Linked DNA regions of Zea mays: region 2 is linked to region 1. A link is a contact called in public Hi-C data. All regions are on one chromosome and are shown on one strand. Each heading gives the region's core, a stretch centred on a gene start, on an enhancer-like site or on the middle of the called end of the contact. The rest is flanking DNA. Distances are from core to core; before and after follow the strand shown.

What was found. Hi-C and Micro-C count contacts between places; a contact is called where the count stands out from the background.
Region 2: a Hi-C map of tassel shows a contact between it and region 1, with 2.1 times the contacts expected there. The contact joins the promoter of LOC100383273 here to the promoter of LOC103633010 in region 1. A contact is called at or near these places in 2 of 25 Hi-C or Micro-C datasets (ear and tassel).

The regions. Positions count from the first base shown.
Region 1 is chr7:144,861,480-144,867,552 of Zm-B73-REFERENCE-NAM-5.0, reverse strand. It overlaps LOC103633010 (protein FLOWERING LOCUS T), which reads left to right and starts at 4,482. Exons shown (of 5, transcript XM_008654699.3): 1 at 4,482-4,787. The coding sequence starts at 4,590. LOC103633011 reads right to left here and starts at 454. Exons shown (of 3, transcript XM_008654703.4): 1 at 1-454.
Region 2 is chr7:144,987,810-144,993,819 of Zm-B73-REFERENCE-NAM-5.0, reverse strand. It overlaps LOC100383273 (U11/U12 small nuclear ribonucleoprotein 35 kDa protein), which reads right to left and starts at 1,451. Exons shown (of 8, transcript NM_001175933.1): 1 at 1,196-1,451; 2 at 1,005-1,102; 3 at 809-860; 4 at 420-490; 5 at 225-315. The coding sequence starts at 1,334.

The DNA.
Region 1 (6,073 bases), core at 3,233-5,732:
AAAAGAACATAGAGAAAATATCAAGCAGTACAGCTTCGAAAAATTCTCCCATACCTTTTTCAGGTCACCAGGACATGCAAGCACACCTTTGGAGACCATTTATGTCCCTGACTAGCTTACCGTCAGGCGGTTTGAAGAAGAGTATGTTTGGTTCAATCTCATGCCAAGCAACGGAACATGGAAGCTTCTCATATAGTCACTGCAAATCATATCCAAGTACACTTTTCCAACAGATAAAGAAAACAACAAAAGAACTAGAAATCCTATACTCCCTCCTTCTAACCTTATGTGCCATTATAATGACACTTATGGCGTGTTTCAGTGTTTAGAGCGCACCACTGGCCAGGCAACAATGCTTTACCCTAGAAGATCCAAACCGATGTCTATGAGTGTCGTTGTCTATCCACAGCCAATGTTGCTTGGACGTTGAATCCAAGGAGGATTGGGAGGATTAAGATGAATAATGAGGAAATGATTGATTCAAAGAGCCCTTAGAGAGAGAGAGAGAGGGGGGGAGAGAGGCGTGTCAGATCGGCATGTTCATCCTAAATGACTGTATTGGCCCCAAAAAAGTTTGCCTCCAAATCAACCGCCAGTGGTCACTCTGTTTTTTCAGCTTTTACCCACTTTCTGTTAGTCAAAAGCCAGAAGCTGGTCCATTTTTAGTCCATAATAATATAATTAAATTTTATAGTTTTCTCAACCTTTTAACTAAGAAAGAATAAATGCAAAGGTGAATAATAGATCAATTTGTAGATCATGAGCTGACTCGTATGAAAACTCCAAGTAATCACAAATATCTCTTTCTCTACACCAATATTGGAGAGAGGTCTAAGGACCTAAGCAGAAAGTGGTCGTGAATTCATAATAGAGTTCAACCACAACGATCGAATTAATTATCCACACCGTGAAACTTATGCTACTTGAGACTATTTAAGTAGAAAATATTTTAGAGTCATGGCATAAGTCTCTCTTTTCTTCTTTTAGGTTCCGTTCGGTTTGATCTCAATTCATATGGATTGAGTAGAATTGAGAATGTTTAAATCCTAAACAAATTAAAATTCTTCTTATTTTTTTTCAAACCAATCCAAATCATGTGGTATGGAAATAATCGAACAAGGCCTTAGAGTTTTCTATATATACAATTTTTTAATGTTTTGATGAGAAATTTTTGACTTTCCATATACAGAAAGAGAGACTATAAATGATGTCCCTTATCTCAATGAAACTGAAGGGACGGATAAATGATAGCAAATGCTAGGAAGTGAAATAGAATAAAACATAGCCATTTCGTGCTCCCCATGAGATGAGTCATGTGATGGAACCACACTACAAGGAAATTTTAGGAATTACTAAAGAAACTTCGGACTCATGTTGTTCACCGGTTGAGAGGAGTTGAACCTAGCTATTGAGTAGCTTCTGCGGAAACAAAGTAAAAGCTAAAAAGCAAGTTGTAAGTAGTTTTTTTTTGGTGTGTTGATAAGCTAAAATCTATTAAAAATCAATAGAAAAAATCCAATAGATATAAACCAAAAGCTAGAAAGCCATATTTTGAGGAAAAAAAAACTCAAAAGTTGTAACTCAAACAAACAGACCTGAAGCTTAGCAAACAAAGCATAGTTAGACCAATCTGTCGCTGCATTCATGGTTTATTCCGTCTTGGCTGCCATTTCTGTAATACATTGGCTCATTTGGCGTTCTAGTTTCGACGTGATGTGATCCATGTGCTGTGTTACGAAGAAACTAGTCCCACTTTAGTTGCTTAAATATGTTTTAACAGTTATGATCTTTCTCGTTCCAAATGTACGGGATTCCTTCTTTTTTTACAAATGGTCCTCGTGGGACACTTAAGTTTTCTTTCTAAATTAAAGTATTTTATATTTGACCACATTCATAATAAAGATTATCAATATTTATAATATCAAATAGATTTATGAATCTAATAATATTTATTTGACATTCTAATATTTGGAATTTAAGATTTTTGACTTAGAAAAACTAGAATTATAACAAACTTGAATTGTTTGACCTAGGAAAAACTAAAATAACGGACGGAAGTATTATGATACGTATAAAAAAGCATGCAACTATTTCCAAACATAGGCTCCATCATTTTACGGCCCGGGTGCGTACGATTGGGCCCAAACGCCGAATCACACGGTCCAAATAGCCCCGAATTGAAATCGAGCAACATTGCAGCTATAGCCTTTTTCTACTCTGCCATCACATCGACATTTTATCAGACGCTAGCTATTGCTGCTTGTCGTTTCCTTTGACCTCGTTCTCGTCCACTAGCCTGTATGGGGTACGGAGTAGATGGAGTGCAAGCGAGCTCTCGTCATTTTTTCCGCAAACGTTGTCCAAATTCATTTTCCAGGGGGCACCAGTCTAAACAAACCCAGAAATGAAGTGTAACCAATCTGGATCAACCAGTCGACTGAGACCACGTATATATTGCAAAGGTCTTACCTCTAGAACCATCATGCAATGTTCAACCTTACCTCTAGAACCAACATGCACTGTTCGACCTTTGAAGATTGACATGAGGAATTGGTGGTGCCAATCATCCAATTCAATGCCAAAATTCAATCTTGTAAACTTCTGGCAAACAAATTTGCAGACAGCAAGCAAGCATAGGGCCCCAGAACTCCAGCATTAGCTATTAGCAGCTGAAACACGAACCAAAAGAGTGTGCTATTTCGATGCAGATTTTCAGAATGATAAGACTGCCCACCGGTAGAATAAATTCATCTCTTACCTAGAGATGATGCACTGACTTTAGCAGCATTTCCAGCTGGCTGGCGAACAGTGTAGAGAGAGCAGAGGCCAGAGGGAGGCTGGCATGGCAAGAGCTCATCCACAGAAGCTGTGTCTCTGGGTGCAGGCTGTTTGCAGTGCGGGGGAGTTCCCTGGCGCCTTTTGCCCCCTTGCGATGTCAGAACTTTCAAAATCCAAAGGTGATCTTCTGCCTTTCTGCTTTTAACGTCCTAGTGGAGATGCCCATCTGATCTGCAAGACAGTACCTATACTGCCTTTATTCCAAGAGATTGATAGACGTTGAGTATATTCCATTCAAAAGGGTTTTGTGTTCTCACTGCAAACTTGCATGTCTTCAAGCAACTTGTCCAAGTACACGTGCAAATCTAATAGTAAAAAAAAACAGTTTGCACTCTGTGCAGTTATGATTGCTGGAACAAAATGAGAACCCTGATGCATAAACATGTATTCATTTTCATACATTTGTTGCTTATAGTCCAGTATATAGTCTTATATGCTATTCAGAAAAAAAAAGGCCAAAGAAGCCTGGGACAGTACCGCGTATAAGGTCGAGGATGGCTTTTAGAGTATAAAGTAGAGTATAACGTACATGATATAGCAGGCAGTGCCCCTCACCTTTTATTCCCTGCTGGAAGACGAAAAAACAAATCTGCATGGATTGTTTATGTCAGTTGCAGATATTGACGCTTATGTGGAGGGCCGAGGCAGAATGTGGCGTTCTGGCTGGAACAAGTTGAATGCAAGCTCTATGGTATGACGAGTCTATCTATTCTCAGAAGTTCTAAATGGCCATTCGCGCCATCGAAAGTGTAATTTCTTCTTGCATAGGCATTTCAAATGCTGCGAGGAATCTGGAATAAGTCCATCTGATAATATTAAGACATTGATGCGTCGAATCAGGCCAGGAGATGCTTCTTTGGTTCCTGTTTGGTCCAAATAATCCTCTACATGCATACATTTGTATTCAGCGGACGAGGGGCAAAGCAGCAACATGTGAATATAAGACAAAGCCACAACGGTAGCATTAGAACATGAAAATAGACATTTAAACTGAAAATGAACAGAGAAGTCATGCATGTATTGGGAAATTGTAGATAAGAACATGAACCAGGTAGGGTCTTATGGAACAAGTCCACAGAATAGTTTTCAATCAAAGGTGAAGAGTGAAGTGCTCCATACCTCAACTGCTGTCAAGGAAAAGCAAATAAAGAGAAGAAAAAAAGACTTCTAACGACCTGACTCTACCTCCCCAGGTTTCGTACTGCTGCATTGTGATGTTGATCCAAAGAATCTTTCTACGTCTACGTGCTCACCACTCAGAGAAGTATCGTTGAACATGAAATGACACATCGTGAAGCTTTGGCCAAGCCCCGGCAAGGCGCCATGCAGGGGAGGCTACCTCTTGGAGCTTTAAACATACACTCTTGATCTTTGGAGAATATATGCATATGAAAAACTGACCATAGATATCATCCACAAAGATCGTACAGGCCCAACTATAACTAGGCCATCTGGAGGTTGATAGGTGCTCTACAAGTCTACATGTCCATGCAACAAAGAAGCAATTATAAGGGAAAATAATAATATACGGAGTAATATTAAAAGTAAGATTCTATCTTCTTATAGTGCTCAATGGAATGTTGTGAACATAAAGTGGATGCTTCACAACTAATATAAATTTACGAAGGACTGCTCTGTTCTTCCCACACAAAAAAACATTTCATAGCCCTTCCGCCACACTATAGACTCCACCTGGTTGTGGCTCAACGAAGCTCTCTTCTATAGCCACCAACTCAATTGTATACTGAACTATGTCACGAGGCAGGGATCCTTTGGCATTGAGCCAGGTAATTGGTGATGTGTTGGATCCTTTCATAAAGTCAGCAACGATGAGGATTAATTATGGTGACAAGGAGATAACAAATGGCACTGGACTACGAGCATCTGCTGTTCTCAATGCACCACATGTTGAGATTGAAGGCCACGACCAAACAAAGCTCTACACACTTGTAAGTGACCATAATTGATTGTAGGATCCTGATATGTAGAGTGCATGTGTTTTGGCATTGCATTGGGTAAGGTGAAACACTGAAACATGACTTTGCTTGCAAGAAAAGGTTCAACTAAGAAAAAATACTATCATGTGACAGGGGTAACACGTAGTATCACCAGAGTTAGTGACCCGTCACCCAAACACTAATTTATTAGTACTTATGTATTTTCTCTTTCTGAAAAAAAATACAACATAGACATGTTGTTCTACTTAGAATAAGCGATAAAGTTGCACAAATGGTGGTTTACAAAAGTACGTATAACTCTTTTTTTTCACGGAAACGCAGGAAGACTGCGTGTCATTATATTAAGAAGAAAGAAAATTAAGGTCCTATAGTACGTGTCACACCCGGATTTTAGGGGCACCAAGACCCGGGAGCGAACATAATCACCAGGTGTGCTGGGACCAAGTCTCACACATATGATGAATCATGGCACAGGATCGAATGTCACATCTTTACTATATAACAGGAGTTCTATACAAAATAAATAATTACATTATAAGGAGACAACGGTCCAGCAACCCAAAGTTGACTGGGAGACGATGGCCTAGATCTCTCACGAACTCATCGCAGCATCCTCCATGCGCCTCATCCTGTGGTACCTGTTCTTGACCTGTGGGGGGGTGTGAGACAGCAAGAGTGAGCTCACATACGTTCATCGCTCAACAAGTTGTGGGGAATAATGTGCATGAACTCGCCAAAGGTGGGAGCTCACGTGAAGTGTAAGGCTTACCAAAGAGGATGGTTAGAGCTGAGCATTGCTTTTAAAGTTGGTCAAAATTTTATTAGCAATTACTAAGTATAAGTAAACACCAACCCAATTAAGTAGTAGAACAAAAGTAACAACCTCACCTGCGATGCAATGCATATGACAAATTGAGTTTAAGTTCCATAATTTAATCATGTGAGGGTCCGAGCTGCTCATGACCGTGAGCACGGCTAGTATACCAGTTTTACACTATGCAGAGGTGGCGCATCTTTACCCACAAGTCATGTTACCCATCTGCCAAGGGATCGCGACTTCCCATACACCTCTACCGAGGAGGCGAGGCAGGGTAACACTACGAGGCCTTTACAAAGTTCCACTAGCTTCAGAAAACCCGCTACAGTTTATAGGAAGCTCCAATGCAGGAATCCCTTGCAGGACCGCCATCGCAGCAAAATCCTCCCGAGGGCCTCCCTACACTGACCACTCCCCTACTGCCCTTGCCCCTTTCGGGTAAGGTAGTCTTCCACTAGCT
Region 2 (6,010 bases), core at 202-2,701, 130 kb before region 1:
CCTACACATAATGTGATAAGAGTTCGGTTCGGCGTGGCTGGACATTTAGGATTAGCTTACTTGGCGCTACCCACAGTTACCACCTTTTCAACTCTAGATACATTGCTAGCTGCTATGTATTTAGACATACACTATATCTAAGTGCATAGTAAAAGCTATGAATCTAGAAAAGTTAAAATGACTTATAATTTGGAATGGAGGGAGTAACTGAGAAGGGTACATACCTAGCCGCCTTGGTATCCACCCAGGCATAAGCTGTTGCCTGTAGTAATCAACAATCACTTCACTGCCTTCAATAACTGAATGGTGTGCATCCTTAAGGGCAAAGGCAATAATTAATAACTTTCCTTTAGATATAACAAAGACTCAATGCAGTAAAAAAACAAGAGTACAGAACTCAAACCATAAATAGCAGATACCTCATAGGCACGATGCATCTCTCTGTCAGTTTCATACTCAACAAATGCATAACCACGAGAAGCACCTGTAACTGCAAAACGAAGTAGTTTGGTCAATACAAAATACAAACTTAGCAAAATGTCTAGAAAATTGCAAATTCGTGCTACTGGTTTAAGAAAGTTGATATCCAGAACTGAAGCTTATAAAGCTGTTGTAGTATGCTTCGTCATGTTCTGAAAGTTAATATCCAGAACCGAAACTTATAAAGCAGTTGTAGTATGCTTGTGAGCTTGTCATGTTCCCAGAACCACACAAGTCGCATGGACAACTGGAACAGTAGCACTGCCGCTGTGTTCACTACAACACTAGAACTATGCTGTAGAAAACAACGGAGCAAGCTATCACTCACCAATGTCACGCACCAACCGCATGCTCTTCACCCTCCCGTACCTGCTCATCGCCTGCACAAACAGCAAAAGGGGGAATCGACCGCGCCCAACCATGAGGATCACGACTAACCCAGCACACAGCCACAAGAGGCAACGTCGTCCATTAACACACGTGAGGGGGGGGGGGGGGGGGGGGGGGGGGCAGAAGGGGCGCACCTTCCGAAGCGTGTCGTCGTCGGTCTGGCGCGAGAGGCGGCCGACGAAAACCGTGCGGTGGGGGTCGCCGGAGGCCTTGGGGTCGCCGAAAGGGTCGTCTGAAACGGAACGGGAGGGAAACCCAGGTAAGGGAGAGGTACGGAGGGGGTAGGTGGAGAGGGGGATAGCGGAGACGCGCACGGCGCACGCACAGAGGCCGGCCTGAGAGCAGATGAGGGCGCGGAGGACGGCGTTATCGTGGGGCGCGACGTCCGTGCCGTCGATGCTGCCGGCCTGGATCGGGTGGTACTTGTCCGCATAAAACACGGCGCTTACGCTCCCGCCGCTCATCTCGCCACGGGCTAGCGCCGGCGCCTCCTGCCGCCGGTGGAGAGTTGGGACTGGACGGAGTAGACGAAAGGAGATATGAGCGCGGCGGACGGCATGTCAGGCTTGGCCTGGCCCGTGTGCCCGTGTGTCCGGCGTGTAAAGATATAGAGTTTTTCTTTTTGAGGGGGCAGTAACGATGGAGTTGGGCTGGGTCCAAAGTGTTCTGGGCCTGGCCTTATAAATGCGAAATTGAATTAAGCAACACAAAGAAATAGAATCTTAGAGCAAGTATAGGATTAGAGAGTAAAGATAAAGAACAAATTGCAAAGAAATCCGGTGTGCGCGCGATTAGAGAGTATAGAATTAAGCAACACAAAGAAATGGTCGGCGCGGAGCACCGAACAATCCGGTGTGCCAGCCGACCAACGGCTAGTTGACACGTCAGCCGGAGTCAATGGTCAACACGAGCACCGGATAGTCCGGTGCCACCCACCGAACGGTCCGGTGCCCTCAGAAGCAGAAAGTAGCCAATCAAGCGATCCGTGGCCATTGCACTATGCAGTGTCCGGTGCACCCACGGACAGAAAGCAACTAGTGCCTTCCAAATGGAGCTCCAACGACTCCTAGGTCCCTTGGGGTTATAAAAGGACCCCTAGGTGCCATGGAGCAATATATAAGCACACTTTGAGTAATCTACAACTCCTAGACTCCGCGACCACGCCGTCGATTCATTAGATAGAGATTTGAGCATGTTCTTGAGCTGTGACTGTTGTTTTGATTCTTGCGCTCTCTTCTTGACTTGTGTGTGTTGTTGTTGTTGCGATTGTGTTCTTGTGTGTGTTTCTACTCCCATCCTTACTCTATTTTGATTATAAACATCTATGTAAGACGTGAGAGACTCCAAATTGTGGTTGTCACACCCGGCTTTAAGGAACAAAGCCAGGTGCATTTCATACATGCGCCAAGAAGACAACATATATAATAACAGAGTGCATAGAGATAAATGTCATAAAACATCAGAGTATTTATTAAATAGCGGAAGACTTGTTACAAAATAAAATAATGAATATAAAACGAACTAAAGATCGTCGGCGCCAATGTCAACTGAGAAACGCCACCTAGATCAGATCATACTCCTCGCCTTGTGGCTCCTCCTGAACCACCTGTTCTTCTCCTGTGGGGGGTGTGAGACAGCAAGGGTGAGCTCACACATGATCATAGCTCAACAAGTTGTGGGGAATAATGTGGCATTAACTCACCAAAGGTGGGAGTTCATGAAGTGTAAGGCTGATCAATGAAATAAAGGTTGAAGCTGAGCATTGCTTTTAGAAGTTGGTCAAAATTTTATTAGCAGTTACTAAGTGTAAGTAAATACCAAACCATAGTAATAATAAATAAAAGTAATAATAAAATAATCCCAAATGCAATGAAATGACAAATTAAGTTTAAGTTCCATAAATTAATCATCAGAGAGTCCTGAGCTGCTCATGACCGCGAGCACGGCTAGTATACCAGTTTTACACTCTGCAGAGGTTGTACCCTTTACCCACAAGTCATGTTACCCATCTGCCAAGGGGTCGCGACTCCCATACACCTCTACCTAGGAAGCGCGGCAGGGCAACACTACGAGGCCTTTACAAAGTTCCACTAGCTTCCGAAAACCCGCTACAGTTTATGGGAAGAGCACTTGCAAGAATCCCCCGTCTGACCGCCATCGCAGCTAAATCAACCCGAGAACCTCCTTGCATGCAACTCTCCTACTGCCCTTGCCCCTTTCGGGTAAGGTAGTCTTCCACTAGCTTTCCTAATTAGTCAGCCAGGGGTGTCCCATTAAACCCTTATGGTGGCACGTGGTTCTCAAGTTAAGCTCTATGTTCCAATTAACATTAATGATCTCAACATGAACATAAATAGAATAACAAAAGAATTGGAACATAGATATAATAAATGATTATCCCAAAACCATGTAAGACAATAGCAAACTACCCAAGTGATTCAGGGGTAAACAAGGTAATGAGATAAACAATCTAGGGTAACCTATTGGGTCCCATCAAAATTAAACTATGCATGAATAAATGATATTAAAGAACATTGTTGGGGACTTGTTCTCAACCGCTATGAATCAAGAACAAGGCAACATAAAATATTAAATGACAATGACCTTCGTCCAATGAAGCATTATTCCCTCGGAGATAATGAACTCTAGACGAAGGCGAACGACAATACGATTACGAAGGTTGAGTTTTCGTAATTGTACGTTGATAAATTGTACGAAATAACATAAAATATAGAGTATCAAAAGTAAATGAATCATATTATATTCATTCAATATATTTAAGTATTGGATACAATTATACCTCTGCCTTGACAAAGGTTGGTTCTCAAAATGATGAGATGGTGAAAAACCCGAATCCAAAAGCGTGAACAGTAGAGGAGTACTGTTCACTATTTATAGGCACAGGACACAGCCTGTGAGAATTTACAACCATGCCCTTCATGAAAGTCTACAATAACGACTCAAACGCTTATGGACTAAAAGGTCTTTCTACTTTTAAGTCGGTTCATAATTCCGAAGCTTTATGAAGATCAAGCTTCGGTCATCGCACGCGGACAGCTTCAGCTGAAGCTGCTTCTTCCTTCAAGACCTTCGGCGCGACGAAGCATAGTCCCAACAGTAGCCCCTTTCGCGGCGCTAGATCGTTTTTCGTAACGAGCTTGATCCGTGAAAAGAAAAAGTCTCTTAAGCTTCGGGAAGCCGAAGGTCCAAAAAACACCTTCCCTGAGCTCGTTGCCGAGAAACGATTCAGTTTCCGAGCGCGTAGCGGTCCCACCTTGCAGAGTTACTGTTTGGTCTCTGCGGTCCACCGCGCAGCGAGTGCAAGCGGCTGTCCGCCTGGTGTAAAAATCCTGGCGCTTCGCCTTCTTACCTGCAGTACTATATAAACAGACGAGTAGGTGTGAAGTTACCATAGCATTCATTGCTATTTGCACTGTTTTGCTGCCAAAATTTTTAACCATAGCCGAAGCTTGACTCTCGGAATCGAACGAAGCTCCAGCTTAAAGCCTGCTTCGTCAGAAGAAGAAACTTCGGAAGAAAAAGTATTTAAATCCCACAAATTCAGAATTAAATGGCCAGAGTGCGTTCTACCGCTAGGGTTGAGCGTGAGGGAGGCGAAGCTGAAGGCTCGGAGACTGTTCCCATCTCCGAAGCAATGCAGCGATCCGGACTGGTAACTTCGGAAGAAGTCCCCACTGTTGAAGCAGAACAAGCAACTGCCGAAGCAGAAGAAGAGAACATTGAAGAAACTGATCCCGAAGATGATTATCGTATTGCCATGCCGAGTAAACCCAGTCACTTGGACTTCGGAAAGTCGACTGTTTCAAAAGCTGATCTCTCCAAGATGGTAAAGTCGGGCTATTTCAGTGAAAATCAGAAGAAGCTGCTTCGCTTCAGGGGGGAAGAAACTACCCCGAAGCCAGAGAAAGATGAAATAGTTATTTTCAAGAGCTTTCTAAAGGCTGGGTTGAGATTCCCCCTGAATGGGATTATTGCAGAAATATTGAATAGGTTTGGAATCTACTTTCATCAGCTGACTCCTAACGCTATCGTTAGGCTCAATGTTTATATCTGGGCCCTCCGAAGCCAAACAGTGGAACCGTTTGCGGACAGCTTTTGCCGAGTTCACGAGCTGCACTATCAGACGAAGGCTAGAAAAGATGGATTGCATGGCAATTTTGGTTGCTATAATTTTGCTTATCGAAAAACCACAAAGTTTCCTGTAATCAGCTACCGAAGCAAATGGGCAGCAGGCTGGAAGTCGGAGTGGTTCTATGTCAAGGTTGATGATGACAAGGAGAAGTTTGTGCAAAGTCCACTTGAACTAATCTTCGGAGAAACCCGACCTCGTTGCAACATGACACCAGAAGGTCCAACCCAACAAGCGTTAGATGAGTTCAGAATTATTTCAGAGCATATCAGTACAAGAGACCTGGTGCAGGAGTTTTTGGCTTTCAGGGTTTTTCCTAGTTTAAAAGAATGGAAAATGCCGAAGCTAGAGGGGGAGAAAAGAGAAGGAGAACTTGTGCGATTACCTTACTATTTCAAGTTCAAGAAATACTTTAAAACACCTTGCCAAGAGTGGCTTGATACAATTGAAGTAATGTGCAATGAAATACTCGGCAATCTCCAAAAAAGAAGATCAGTTGATGACTGCGGCCTTCGGCACCCGTCCGAAGCGAAGATTGAACCGAGTGCTGGATGCCTTGGGTTTTGAATACCCTGACTACGAAAATCTGAATAAAAGTGTCGAAGGCCGGAAAAGAAAAAGGGTAGCCGAAGCTTCAGATAAAGATGAGAAGGAACCAGCAAAAAAGAAGAATATTCCGAAGAAAAAGAAAGTATTATCTCCGAAGCAAAAGATATCCGACAAAGAGGAGACCCCCGCATCACCCTCTGCCACTGACGTGGAAGAGATTTTGAAGGTAATGACTGAATCCCTGCCTATGAAGCTAAGTCCATTGGGGCCTCAACTGACGAAGTTTTTTCAGAAGGAAAAGGAGCCCGAACAAACGAAGAAATCAACTAAAACTAAAAGACAAAGAATCATCGCAGTGACAGAAGTCATTGACAAGACACCACCGAGAGCTTCGGCTCAGAAGATACCAGAGGCTGAAGGACTAACAAATATTGAAGTTGC